2 separate regions of the Ovis aries genome follow, and region 2 is linked to region 1. Evidence: chromatin contacts called from public Hi-C data. All regions are on one chromosome and are shown on one strand. The core of a region is the stretch at or near the end of the contact, and the rest is flanking DNA. Distances in the headings are between cores, read along the strand shown. Region 1 overlaps LOC114116376 (a long non-coding RNA gene). Region 2 has its middle 45 kb from the start of MAL2.

Region 1 (7,608 bases), core at 3,621-6,120:
GACATTCTATGTTATTCCAAAGGGTCAAACTAAGACCAATAGCTATAAATCACTGAAAGAAGATTTCAGTACATAGTGATAATGGCTTGCCCCCAGTTAAATGCACAAAGGACTTATTGGTGGGGAAGAAATGTCTCCATCCCCAGAAGGATTTAAGTGAGAGGTTGAATTTATTTGTACTAAGAGAAATCTGAATGGGCTTACATTGAAGTAGAAGACATCTATAATTCATCCAAGCTCTAAAATTTTAAGATCCTCCTTTAGTTCTGATTTCAAATCATACATTCCCATTCAGAAATGAAACCACCTGACTTTCAGGGATTTACTGATATCATGTGGGCGTAACTGACAGCTAATGGGGCTGCGATCAGGTTTGACTAGAAATTACTGCCAAAATGTGCAAATAAAAATTCAGTGACTTGGGTGTGGGAACCAGAGATCAAGTTTAACTTCTGAATATGCAAAAATGACTTCAATTTCCTCAGAGTAGAGGCCTTCAGGGTTGGGGTTGAGAAAGTCAGTGTGGGAAAGAAATGGAGCCCTGCTGTACAAAAGGCGGGGCCGCTACCACTAGCCCAGGAAAGATGAAAGCGAAAGGGAGCTCGCTGCTGCATTCTTCATGAATGCTGGCAAGTGATAAATAAAAGGTTTACTGAATTCTGAAGCAACTTTTATCTTGTTTCGGATTATGACTCATATCCCTGTGCATGAGAGCTCAGTCGCTCAGTCACGTCCAACTCTTTGTGACTACGTGGACTGGCCTGCCAGGCTCCTCTGTCCATGGGATTCTCCAGGCAAGAATGCTGGGGTGGGTTGCCATTTCTTCCTTCAGGGGATCTTCCTGACCTAGCTATTGAACCTGTACCTCGTGTATCTCTTGTGCCGGCAGGCAGATTCTTTACCGCTGAGCCACCTAAGAAGCCCAATTTATATCCCTACTTGCTTTCAAAATTAGATATTAGGCAGTTATAATTTTCTGTTCTTAACGGAGCCCAACTTCTGCTTCTGTAAATATATCTCAGAAGTGATTATGTCAACCAAAATGCAAAAATAAAATGGAAAGATATACAATATAATGGGGGAAAACCCCCTGTTTTTTCATATAGTAAGTGGTATAAAATGACTTTCATGTAGTAAGTAACATTCAAAGGGACACCAGTAAGTGACATTCATTCCTGTTTCCAGAAGCTGGTCCTATTCTAGAATAGCAGACAAGAAGGGAAGTTAGGATCTATTTTAGTTTAAGGGGCCTGTCTGTTGCAAGACTGGTGTGGGTCTGTGACTTCTCAGAGGATTTGTTATGATACCTTTGTGTGTTTTCCTTGACCGACTAGAGTTTTTATTACTTTGTATGATATACTGATAATATAGCTACAGAAGTAATAATATTTTGTATTGTATAATAAATACAATCAAACTTGTCATAACAGTCATATTCTTCTTCCAGGAACCACTTATAATTTCTACTGAAAGACAAAGGTATCAGAGGATGTGTGGGAAAATTATTAAGCTTTGCTTCTGAGTCTCTTCTTTCCAAAGAGGATGTCATTGATACAGTAAAGGGAACACAGCAGGATTTTCTGGTCCTTGCCCAGCCTGGCTGGGGTGGTGGAGAATCTCTGCTGTGACTTGCACACTGGCAGATTTTATTACGCAAGTTGTGTATCTCACAATGTTCAGTCACTCAGTCGTGTCCGACTCTTTGCGACCCCATGAATAGCAGCACGCCAGGCCTCCCTGTCCATCACCAACTGCCAGAGTTCACTCAAACTCATATCCATCGAGTCGGTGATGCCATCCAGCCATCTCATCCTCGGTCGTCCCCTTCTCCTCCTGCCCCCAATCCCTCCCAGCATCAGAGTCTTTTCCAATGAGTCAACTCTTTGCATGAGGTGGCCAAGTATTGGAGTTTCAGCTTTAGCATCAGTCCTTCCAGTGAACACCCAGGACTGATCTCCTTTAGAATGGACTGGTTGGATCTCCTTGCAGTCCAAGGGACTCTCAAGAGTCTTCTCCAACACCACAGTTCAAAAGCATAAATTCTTTAGCACTCAGCTTTCTTCACAGTCCAACTCTCACATCCATACATGACCACTGGAAAAACCATAGCCTTGACTAGACGGAACTTTGTTGGCAAAGTAATGTCTCTGCTTTTGAATATGCTATGCCAAATGTCAGTTTATTCCCAGGTTCATGGCAATGAACTACTTCTGAAACACAGGGTGATTGGAGTAGTGCTGTGAGTTGCTTCATGCTCTCTGACCCAGTATTTCTTAGTCAAGATCTTTCTGATCTTAGTGAATGTTACCTCAGGGGGTTCTGTGGCATTTGGTACATTAGTTTTCAACAGGACATATCATTCAGTGCCCTCACCTCATTCCTGTCAAAGAGATGACCTGTTCAAACAAACACACCAACAAACAAAACAATCAAAAATCTAGAGTCGAAAGTAGTTAGGACTATATATGCAGTCACCGCCTCCCTTCCCACCCCTCCCCCCGAAATAACTCCCCACCCAGAAGGCTCTGTGGTATCTTCTTGGAAGTTCAATTAATGTTACAAAGATATCTATTTGATGTTTTCAGAGGCACTTTTGAGAAGTTTCAGAACTAAGAGAGAAATGTTTTAATAAATGTTGATAAAATGAAAAAATTATATAAATGCAAGTTCCTTGGTTGATATAAGCTTAGATGACAAACTCCTTGAAAACAAGGACTACATCCTATTCCACATAATTGTTAGGCAGTATAAAAATGCAGGCTGACTTGAATCAAAGGGGTTTATCACGTGTGGACAGCTGTGTTTGTCTTTCATTTGTGGGTAAGCAGAGCAGTGCACACATGACATATTGTGTAAGGTCATATGAGTAGGTCATGTGACTATGCCTCACAGCCTTTCTCCTCTGCTGTAAAAAATCTTCAGGTTTTACATTAGATGATTATTAGTGTCCCACGGTAATGTCATACTTGAAATTTAGTCTTTAGAGCTGCCTGGAAGGTGATAATTACATTTTATTACTCTTCATCCAATTTTATTACTCTTCATCCAATATTTAATTTGAGTTACTTTGAGTGACAGTATTGTTTATAATTACACCAGGACAACAGCCATCACTCAGACTTGTCCTAAGGCTAACTGGGACATATAGGCAATACAGCTTGCATTATGTCAAAAACAGTGTTTAGTTCTGCTAATCTACCAGGGCAGAAGAGGCATTAGGAAACTCAACTTGGTATTGAGGGATTAACAAAGGATTTTGAATCTATAAGATGATAAGAGCTGAGATTTGTGGCACAAATATTCTTTATCCACCTTCTAACATAGACCCAAACCAAGATCATGGTTGACCTCAATGGGTAACATCCACTCAGTTCCCAGTTCCTGTAGGAAATCACAGCATCTAGCCAACCCAGAAAACAGGATGTGGTTCATTGGAAATGCAAATTGGCTTCTTATTATTAACAGAGTCATTCATTGGTGTAAAAGGAGGAGTTCAGGAGCAAAAGAGGCCAGATGACATGGGGATAACACTTGGAGGGATAAAACAAACATGTCACTACATGCTGCTGAATTTATATCTTTAGTCAGTGCTGAGGTGGGCAGGTGAACGAAAAGTGTCCACGCTGTTCACGGGTAGGTGAAGGGAAGCACTTATCCTGCCTCTTGGCTCCTTAAGGTGGGGCGCCGAAGCCCGCGATGCTGTTTGTGCAGTGCTGCGCATGCCTCTAAGGGACGATGGAGTAGGTCTCCCACCACCAAGTTCAGAGGACCAGAGAGAATCCAGGAAGCGCCTTCAGTTGGATTTAGGTAGGTTATTAAATTCTGATGGTTCTTACAAGCTAATTCAGGCGAAAGGAAAGCAATGGGCCTGACCCATCAGGGTAAAAAGCTCAGGGCAAGTTATTTTGTATGTTGGATTTAAAAAACCATTAATTCTAGTAAAAAGTGTCAATAAAGAGAAATGATCAAATGGTGTTAAAATCTGGAGAGAAAAATACTCAATCATAGAATAGCATTTGGAAGGTGGGACTGAAAAACGGGATAGTATAATCTGCCAGAAAACAATTTGGCCACTTCCCTGGTAGTTCAGCTGGTAAAGAATCCACCTACAATGCAGGAGACCCTGGTTTGATTCCTGGATTGGGAAGATCTCCTGGAGAAGAGATAGGCTACCCACTCCAGTATTCTGGAGCTTCCTTGGTGACTCAGATGGTTAAGAATCCACCTGCAATGCAGGAGATCTGGGTTTGATCCCTGGGTCGGGAAGATCCCCTGGAGGAGGGCATGGCAACCCACTCTAGCACTCTTGTCTGGAGAATCCCCATGGACAGAGGAGTCTGGCAGGCCAGTCCACGGGGTCACAAAGAGTCAGACACGACTGAGCAACTAAGCACAGCACATAGCACAGCGGAAAAATATTATTTGGAGTTTTTGTTCTTTGCAAGTTTAAGAGGGCAAAACTGTCTTTTATAAATTGTCTGTATGTGGCCTGCCAGACCCAGTCTTTGTACATAATATAGTGCATGTTAGGAGTAGCAATATGCTTAGAGGTAGTGTTGCCAGGATAGTTGTCTTCAGGCTGTATTGCCTGGTGAAGTTAGTGTTTTTCTGATAATTTGGTGTTTACTGGGGAGCTCTGCAAGCATTCTGTTGTCCACTTCAAGACGTCCCTTTAGGTGCTGTGCTTTCAGACACCTCGAGTGCTGCCTGCATGAGGCATGAGAGGGTTAGCCAAACTACATATTTCTACAGTCTGTTGCTGTGAGCTAATAATGAAATCAATGCCCAATAACACATAATTCTGGAGAGCAGGAAGACCTGTGTAAGTAATGGAAATGGATTTCTCTCACACTGAGATGAGTCACTATGACCTCTGCCTTGTTTTGAAGCTGACAACCTTTTATTATTGTGACACTTGCAATATCTCGTTGCAAGCACAGAGTTACCATGAATTATTTAGCAACTGGAAAGTTTTAATGGTTACAGCAGTCACATTGTGTAAGAATCAAATTGCTTTAAGCAAAAGGACGAAGTTCATAAAATCACTCCATTCTTAGAAGTACTTTAATAAGAAATAATCTTATTATCTAAAACAGAACAATCTTCCATTGAAGGATGGTAGTTATTGCCAGTTCCTTGTTGCTGCTGGATCCACTGAAGGATTTAGAACTTAACAGTCAAAGTGTGCCTTAAGTATTGTGGCTTCCTGACTTTATTCTTATCTGGAAAATTCTGCTGCTGTAGCCCTCAGTCAAGATGCAGCTCCATGCTCTATCTACTTATTAGCATATACTTTTGGAACTGATTTCAAATGGGATTTCTTACGGAATATTTGGTTTTAAGCTGAGTATTCAAAGCATGTCTAGAGCAAGACAAGCCATAAAGGGTCAGGGTCAGAAAACTGGCTATAAGCTTTTCAACAAAGAGATTAAAACTATTATCCATGTTCCTTACCCCATGTGAAGCTTCCTATCATGCTTTCCAGTGAACAGAGAGAAACATAGCTTGGCATCTGGTCCCATCACTTAATGGCAAATAGAAGGGGAAAAAGTGGAAATAGTGGCACATTTTACTTTTTGGGGTTCTAAAATCACTGTGGACAGTGACTGCAGTCATGAAATTAAAAGATGCTTGCTCCTTGGAAGAAAAGCTATGATGAACCTAGACAGCACTCTATTAAAAAGCAGAGACATCACTTTGCTGATAAAAGTCCATATAGTTGAAGCTATGGTTTTTCCAGTAGTCATGTATGGATGTGAGAGTTGGACCATAAAGAAGGCTGAATGCCAAAGAATTGATGCTTTTACATCGTGGTGCTGTGGTGGCTCAGATGGTAAAGAATTAGCCTGCAAAGTGGGAGACTTGGGTTCAGTCCCAGGATTGGGAAGATCCCCTGGAGGAGGCCATGGCAACCCACTTCAGTATTCTTGCCTGGAGAATCCCCATGGACAGAGGAGCCTGGCAGGCTGCAGTCCATGGGGTTGCAAAGAGTCAGACACGACTGAGCAATTAAGCCCGCGGCTATGGCCAGTGGAGAAGACTCTTGAGCGTCCCTTGGAATGCGAGGAGATCAAACCAGTCAATCCTAAAGCAAATCAGCCCTGAACATTCACTGGAAGGATTGATGATGAAGTTGTGACTCCAATACTTTGGCCACCTGATGTGAAGAACTGACTCATTTGAAAAGATCCTGATGCTGGGAAAGATTGAAGGCAAGAGGAGAAGGGGACAACAGAGGATAAGATGATTGGATGGCATCATCAACTCAATGGACATGAGTCTGAGAAAACTCTGGGAGACAATATAGGACAGGGAAGCATGGCATGTTGCAGTCCATGGGTTGCAAAGAGCTGGACTTGACTTGGCGACTGAACAACAACAAAATGAGAAAAAAGTCAAAATGTTGAGTGAGAGAATTTTGGGAGTGAGTTTGTTTGATTTCCCATTTTTTCTCTATATTTTTATGGGGATACGGTCAGAAAATACACATGTACTGAAGTGAAAGTCAGCCAGGTGACAAGCCTTAGGCAAATTTGTACTCATTTTACAGCCTTTCTACTCAAAGCAAGGTCCCTAGACTCCAGTATTGGCATCACCTAGGTGTTCGTCAGAAATGCATGGTCTTATGTCCTATTCTGAAACTGCTAAATCAGAATCTGTACAGTAAGCAGATCCCTGAGTGATCTGCACAGTAAAATTTGAAAAGTAACACTTGATAGAGATCATTTGGCTTTTTCTCGTCCTTTTTGGATTAATCTGGGAATACACTTAGAGAAGACTCAATAGTTTGAACATGGATTGCTTTCTGTTATCTGTAGTGATTCATTTAATGCGGTGTTCTCTTTTTCAACCAGCTGTGAGCTTCTAGGTCACCAATGCTTGTTGTCTTAGGAAATGATTACACATTATAACTAACTGTGTGGGAGGCCCATTCATCTATACAAACTGAAACTGGAAACTTGTCTTTAAGCAAAACTATATGATATACGGAATGCATGTAAGAATTGAAGATTTTAAAATTTAAAAAATAAAAAACTAAAAAAAAAAAAAAAAGGTATTGTGTGATTGTGGAAGTTGACAAGCTACTAACACTTGCCAAAGAAAAGCTGCCAGAAATACTTCATTTTGCCACTAGGTGGAAATAGAGTAATTTTGAGTATTTTCTTCAGGGCTATCAACTACTGCAACAGTACTTCATAAACTGAAAGAGATCTAAGAAATCAATTAGTCTAATCCTTACCTCCTTAATTCCATAGATGAGAGAACTGAGGTTCAAAGATATTAAAGAAAACTTCATCTGTCTTATAACTGGTTGTCTTGTAGAGCCACTGGGTGAAGAGATGCTAGAGTAATTCAGGATTCTTCAGCCATTTTCACCTACAAGAATAAATATTGTTTTATTATCCTCTAGCATGATGGAACACATGATGTGACACCTGTATTGATTGTCTCTGTGCTGCCGCTAAAACTAATGACCAGCACGGCTCCTTCTGCTTTAAAGATAGGCTGCAACAAAGTTATTGGCACTTTTTCCCTGTGTGTGCCAAGTTGTTTCAGTCATGTTGTACTCTGTGTGACACTACGGTCTGGAGCCCACCAGGAAACTCT
Region 2 (7,608 bases), core at 2,518-5,017, 470 kb after region 1:
CTCATCATTCAAATGATGGCATGGCACTACAGTCCTCAGTCTTATGGAGTTTCACTGTGACTGCCAACAGTTAAGCAGCCACTCAAAACAGTTACCATTTTCAACATCAAAGAATTTGCTTTTTTAGCTGCCAGGGATGGAGTGTTATAAACCCACTATGCTGTGAAGTTTTGTTTTTAATTGAAGTATGGTTGATTTACAATGTTTCGGGTACACCAAAGTAATTCAGTTATACGTATTAATATGTATATGTATATATTAATATCGGAGAAGGCAATGGCAACCCACTCCAGCACTCTTGCCTGGAAAATCCCATGGATGGAAGAGCCTGGTAGGCTGCAGTCCATGGGGTCGCGAAGTCGGGCATGACTGAGCAACTTCACTTTCACTTTTCACTTTCATGCATTGGAGAAGGAAGCGGCAACCCACTCCAGTATTCTTGCCTGGAGAATCCCAGAGACTGGGGAGCCTGGTGGGCTGCCATCTGTGGGGTCGCACAGAGTCGGACACAACTGAAGTGACTTAGCAGCAGCATATTAATATACATATATTCGTTTCTTTTCTATTATAGGTTATGAGAAGATATTGTATATAGTTCTTTTGCTAAACAGGAGGAACTGTTGTCTATTTTATATATAGTGATATTTATCTGTTAATACCAGACTCATAATTTATCCCTACCCCTCCTTCCCAGTTTGGTAACCATAAGTTTGTTTTTTATGTCTGTGGGTCTGTTTTATAAATTAGTTCATTTGTATCATTTGTTTTAGATTCTACTTATAAGTTATATGATATTCATCTTTGTCCGACTTACTTCACTGTTCACTTAATATCATAATCTCTAGGTCCATCCACATTGCTGCAAGTGATGTTATTTCATTCTTTTTCATAACTGAGTAATATTCATATATATATCTGAATTAAATATATACCTATAATATACAGATATATATTTTATAACTATAAAATATACCTTCCCTGGTGGTTCAGACGGTAAAGAATCTGCAAGGTGGGAGACCTGGGTTTGATCCCTGGGTTGGGAAGATGCCCTGGAGGAGGACATGGCAGCCCACTCCAGTATTCTTGCCTGGAGAATCCCCATGGATAGAGGAGCCTGGTGGGCTACAGTACATGGAGTCACAAAGAGTCGGACACGACTGAGTGACTGAGCACAGCATATATATATATATACAGTACATGTCTTCTTTATGTATATGTATACATATATATCAGTTCAGTCGTTCAGTCATGTCTGACTCTCTGTGACCCCCATGGACTGCAGCACGCCAGGCTTCCTCGTCCATTGCCAGCTCCCGGAGCTTGCTCAAAGTCATGTCCATCAAGTTGGTGATGCCATCCAACCATCTTGTCCTCTATTGTCCCCTTCTCCTCCTGCCTTCGATCTTTCCCAGCATCAGGGTCTTTTCCAATGAGTCAGTTCTTTATGTCAGGTGGCCAAAGTACTGGAGCTTCAGCATCAGCATTACTCCTTCCAATGAATAGTAAGGATTGATTTCATTTAGGACTGACTGGTTGGATCTCCTTGCAGTCCAAGGGACTCTCAAGAGTCTTCTCCAACACCACAGTTCAAAAGCATCAATTCTTTGGTGCTCAGCTTTCTTTATAGTCCAAATCTCACATCCATACATGACTACTGGAAAAACCATAGTTTGACTAAAAGCTATATATGTGTATATTATTATATATATACCATACATCTATAAATTATATATATCTTCTGTATCCATTTATCTGCTGATGGACACAGATTACTTCCATGTCTTGGTTATTGTAACTAGTGCTGCAATGAACATTGGGGTGCATGTATCTTTTCAAGTTAAAGTTTTTGTCTTTTCCAGAAATACGCACAAGAGTGGGATCGCTGGAGTACACTGTGTAGTATTAAGATTGTCAGGGACGTCATACCAGCCACTGGTTTACTTGCTGAGAATAGGGGTCGGCTGCTTGTTGGCTGTTTATAAATGTTCCCTTATTTAAATTGCCTGAAATCAGACTATAAAAACAATGCTGTACTGAAGCAAGAGTGCTGGACTAGAAATCTGAAAATCTGTCTACTGGGACCTATTTAGAGCTAATGGTGTAATCCATTAGCATCCGTTTATTTCTCAGTAGAATGTGAATAATATCTGTCTTCTTAGAAGACTGTTGTGAATAACAAATTACACTTGTGAAAATGTCTTGTTTAAATTGATAGTTTGATTTCTGTCTGCAATTTGTATCTGTAAAACATAGTGTAATATTCAAAGCATGTAAGAAAAGATTTTCATTAACTCTGTGGTATTTGCTGAAATCATTGTTTCTTTAGGACCAAATTTGGTTCCTTTCTCAGAGGTAAGTAACACTGAGTCAACTGCAAGTAAGTTTTGAGAAGGTTTCTTATTATTATTTCTTATGACTTTTGCTGTTGGCTTTCCTGAAGGGAAAGAAGGCATATGGAAGAAAAGGACTTAATAGAGGATAGGAAATTTGAGAAATATGAATTGGGGAGTGAATGAAAAGAAGATTTGAATTTTCCTCCTTAATATTGAAAACTGAGTTGTTTGATTAAAAAGAAAATGATTTATTTGGGCTAATACCTGTGTTACCAGAATAACACAAAGACTCCATTATCCCCTGGAGGAATGTCATGGGTCAGTTCATAACAGCAACAAAAACAGCAGCAGCAGCAGCTCCTGCTCCAATTCTTGTTGTTGTTGTTCAGTCGCCAAGTCGTGTCCAACTCTCTATGACCCCATGGACTGCAGCACACCAGGCTTCCCTGTCCTTCACCATCTCCTGGAGCGTGCTCACACTTGTGTCCATTGAGTCAGTGATACCATCCAACCATCTCTCATTCTCTGAAACCCCTTTCTCCTCCTGCCCTCGGTCTTTCTAGCATCAGGGTCTTTTCCATTACCAGACTAGCCTTCAATCTCCCAGTAGAGTCAAAATATAAAACAAGTTCTACCTGGCTCTCAACTCTGTATTTCTTTCATGGAACCACCCCACCAAGCTGGTTGTGAAAATAACTGCGACTTCAATCACAGAGGGCAAAGACGGAAAGAGAGGTGACTACAAGATATAGCATTTCTTTTCTTTTTACTTTGATTATTATATGACAAGCATGATGGCCTTAAGTGTGTTGCTGTTAATAATTCAATCACCATAAGGCTGTAAGTGAAGGCTGACAGCATTGCCCATCTTTAGTAGAAGGAGCCACCAAGTTTTGCAAACGGGGAAACCCGGGACTATGTTCCCAAATTGTATTTTGATTAATAGCAAAAGATACTGAAAGGTGTTTGAAAAAATGACTTTTAATTGTAATGTAATGAATGTCTCAAGGACATGAAAGTGCTGATGTTTTTCATGTCTCCCCTCACTCCTCCTGGTGGCTCAGACAGTAAAGAAACAGCCTACAATTCAGGAGACCCCAGTTCAATCCCTGGGTCGGGAAGATTCCATGGAGGAGGGCATGGCAACCCACTCCAGTATTCTAGCCTGGGAAATTCCATGGACAGAGGAGCTTGGCAGGCTACAATCCATGGAGTCACAAGGAGTCGGACATGACTGAGCACTTAACACTCTCACCCCTTCACCCCACCAAGTGGAAACAAGCATTATGATTACATTTATTGCTATCTGTGTTTTTAATGATTAAGTTTTGGCTTAGTGACTTAAAAGAAGCCAAACTCTCAGCCCTTACTTAGGACAGAATGTTACATACAGCCTTAAACTGTGGGTTTACACATAACCCTGAGGCAAGGGACTCAAGAGCAGATCATGTTAAAATGGAAAATCTTTCTGAAGTTTCCTACTCTTGAGCAGCTACCTATCAAGCCTCTAAACTGTGCTCATACTGCCCTCTCCTGGTTGGATGGAAGAACAGCTAAAAGAAAAGTGAATGTGGGTTTCAGCATTGAATGCTCTTCGATTAATCTGAATTTAATCGAAATGGAAATTACCAAGTGGTCAAGAGAGAAAAAGAACGGGACAGAAAAAGGATTCTCACTTGTGACTTTGCAGTGTGAGTACAAACCCAAACTAAACATATTTCATGAAAAAACACCCCAACAAAATTCTTGCTTTAGGGTCATTTGATCAGTAGGGTTGTCCCACAGCTATCAACTGTGAGTGACCAGAGCTCATCTGAATTCCAGAGAGATTTGCCTCAGGTGCACTAAACTGTAGGACAGGATGTAGTGGAGGCATGCAACCCATGTTGCACTTGTTTTCATACACTTCATAGCTTGGTGCCCTTTGTTGAACCCTGATGGCAGATGAAAAGACTGATAGCAGGCTGGAGTGCAAAAACAGAGGTAGCTGGAAATCTGTGGGAAATGTCTGTGTCTTGTTGTAAAACACTCTAGCATTTCTCCAGTGTTCACCAACCAAGTACACGGCCATGATAAAACCTAAAAGTATAAATTTACCCAACTCTTTGCACTTGGTTCAGAATTGTGAAATGTGTTAGGTTTCCGTACTTCCTGCCTTCTTGGGCCATATCACTTAGGTTGGAAATGTCACACGACGTGAAACAAATCCTCACGTTCCAACGACCTTAGTTTTGACATCTGGAAAATGGTGATCATAAAGGTATGTCTAGGGGTTTGGGGAGGGTGTGATACATCTGATGTTCTTGGATCAGTGACTGTGGGTGCTCATTTGCTAAGTCGTATCTGACTCTTTTGTGACCCCATGGACTATAGCTTGCCAGGCTCCTCTGTCTATGGAATTTGCCAGGCAAGAATATTGGAACAGGAGCATTTTCTACTCCAGGGGATCTTCCTGACCCAGGGATTGAACCTGCGTCTCTTGTGTCTCCTGTTTTGGCAGGCAGATTCTTTACCACTGCACCACCTGGGAAGCCTGGATCAGTGACTAGCATCTAGTAAATGTTCAATAAATGTTAGCGGTCCGACCCATTTCGACTCCACGGAGCACGCCAGGCCTCCCTGTCCATCCTGGAGTTTACTCAAACTCATGTCCATTGAATCAGTGATGCCATCCAACCATCTCATTCTCTGTTGTCCCCTTCTCCTCCCGCCTTCAATGATGCTGATCTTTCCCAGCATCAGGGTCTTTTCTAAGGAGTCAGTTCTTCACATAAGGTGGCCAAAGTATTGGAGTTTCAGCTTCAACAAATTCCTTCCAATGAGTATTCAGGACTGATTTCCTTTAGGATGGACTGGTTGGATCTCCTTGCTGTCCAAGGGACTCTCAAGAGTCTTCCCCAACACCACAGTTCAAAAGAATCAATTCTTCAGCACTCAGCTTTCTTTTCAGTCCAACTCTCACATCCATACATGACTACTGGGAAAAGCCATAGCTTTGACTAGAGGGACCTTTGTTGGCAAGGTAATGTCCCTGCTTTTTAACATGCTGTCTGGTTGGTCATAACTTTTCTTCCAAGGAGTAAGCTTGTAGTTAGGAGTGGTTTTGGAAAAGGCATAGGAACCAGAGTTTCCAGCATCCATTGGATCATCAAAAAAGCAAGAGAGTTCCAGAAAATCATCTATTTCTGCTTTATTGACTATGCCAAAGCCTTTGACTGTGTGGATCACAACAAACTGGAAAATTCTTCATGAGATGGGAATACCAGACCACCCGACCTGCCTCTTGAGAAATCTGTATGCAGGTCAGGAAGCAACAGTTAGAACTGGACATGGAACAACAGACTGGTTCCAAATAGGAAAAGGAGTACGTCAAGGCTGTATATTGTCACCCTGCTTATTTAACTTATATGCAGAGTACATCATGAGAAATGCTGGGCTAGATGAAGCACAAGCTGGAAACAAGATTGCCGGGAGAAATATCAATAACCTCATATATGCACATGACACCACCCTTATGGAAGAAAGAGAAGAAGAACTAAAGAGCCCCTTGATGAAAGTGGAAGACAAGAGTGAAAAGTTGGCTTAAAGCTCAACATTCAGAAAACTAGGACCATGGCATCCAGTCCCATCACTTCATGGGAAATAGATGGGAAACAGTGGAAACAGTGTCAGACTTTATTTTGGGGGGGGCTCCAAAATCACTGCAGCCATGAAGTTAAAAGACATTTACTCCCTGAGAGTAACATATCTAACATTCAGAAAATTTAAAAAAAGGAAAAATGCACATTCAAAATGTCTAGGCAATGATAAGTATACCTCAAGGGCTTTGCTCACTGCCTATGGACAGGAAGTCAACCCATATTTGCTTCCCTTTCATTTTAACATCATTCCAGTAGTTTAAATTAAAGAAGACTTGGTACCTGATTATACCACCTGTCAGATGTGCACCTTGACTCTTGAATCTGTTAGCAAAAATTGAAAAGGGAGAGGGATTCCTGGTCATTCTTCATTTCAGAAACAATATACAAAATCTTTGTGGACTAGGTGAGGTTGCCATGTTAAAATACCAGGCCACCAGAAGCCGGCAGCTGATCAGAGGGTTATGAGAGTGAGTTGGTAGAAAGAGAAAAGGAGGTGGATTTTAAAAATAGGACCCATGTCTTTGATTGCAGGGGATGCACTGCTGTATGTTCCTGAAAGAAAGCACTAAAATCCTCAGACTACAGTGGTACAGCCAAGACTTTGGGACAAGATCACTCAGGGCAACTGGGGAAACTTCAGTGCTTGCTTGAGACAGAAAAAAATTATAGGGGTGAATAAAGAGAAATTATGAGAAGTTAGCTGGGCAGGTGCAATTTTTCAAGTGGACGTAAGCCTCTTGGGACAAAGCCCAAACTCCTTAGCGTGACACAGAGGAACCTCAATAATGGGAGACTAAATCTAGATAGCACATTAGAAAGCAGAGACATCACTTTACTGACACAGGTCCATTCAGTCAGAGCTTTGGTTTCAGTAGTCATGTACGGATTTGAGAGTTGGACGATCAAGAAGGCTGAGCTCTGAATAATTGATGCTTTCGAAATGTGGTGTTGGAGAAGACTCTTGAGAGTCCCTTGGACAGCAAGGAGATCAAAGTAGTCAGTCCTAAAGGAAAGCAACCCTGAATATTCATTGGAAGGATGAATGCTGAAACTGAAGCTCCAATACTTCGGCCACCTGATGCTCCACCACCTAATTAGAAAAGACCTTGATGCTGGGAAAGGTTGAAGGCAGGAAGAGAAGGGGACGGAAGAGGATGAAATGGTTGAATGGCATCACCAATTCAATGGACATGAGTTTGAGCAAGCTCTAGGAGATGGTATGGACAGGGAAGCCAGGCATGCTGCATTCCATGGGTCACAGAGAGTCAGACATGATTTAGGGACTGAACAACGAATACTAACAACTCCAGCATCATCCCTGAATCTGTCACCATGACACATTCCAAGCTGTCACTATTACACATTCCAAGCTGGCTCTACACGGAACCTTTGCTTCCTAAACACACCATCTCTTTTTCTGAGCCTTTACACCAGTGAGTCTGATACTGAGCAATACTCTGTGGGGCTCCTGGGCACAAAAGCCTTTCTGTGTCCCCCATTTCTTGATGACAGGAAATAGGCTTCATTCAGCTTTCATGACCTTCCCGGAGTTCCAATGGGCAGGTTCAAACAGCTGTTAATTAGGGAAGGGAGGGGATGCAGAGACAAGGTAGGGACAGTCAAGGAACAATAGG

Evidence for each region. Hi-C and Micro-C count contacts between places; a contact is called where the count stands out from the background.
Region 2: a contact with region 1 is called in a Hi-C map of tail adipose tissue, with 4 times the contacts expected there. The contact joins two enhancer-like sites. A contact is called at or near these places in 2 of 16 Hi-C or Micro-C datasets (blood and tail adipose tissue).

Annotation. Positions count from the first base shown.
Region 1 is chr9:57,564,146-57,571,753 of ARS-UI_Ramb_v3.0, forward strand. LOC114116376 (a long non-coding RNA gene) reads right to left here. Exons shown (of 3, transcript XR_009594974.1): 2 at 7,241-7,377; 3 at 1-2,396. Among named protein-coding and RNA genes, the nearest start is that of FABP5, 7.8 kb to the right of the region's middle. Within about 2 kb of position 4,871, at least 3 of the 54 cell types and tissues checked have an H3K27ac peak or open chromatin away from gene starts, as enhancers often do. A contact at or near this core is called in tail adipose tissue, where this site is marked.
Region 2 is chr9:58,039,559-58,047,166 of ARS-UI_Ramb_v3.0, forward strand. No RefSeq gene overlaps it. Among named protein-coding and RNA genes, the nearest start is that of MAL2, 45 kb to the right of the region's middle. Within about 2 kb of position 3,768, at least 2 of the 54 cell types and tissues checked have an H3K27ac peak or open chromatin away from gene starts, as enhancers often do. A contact at or near this core is called in tail adipose tissue, where this site is marked.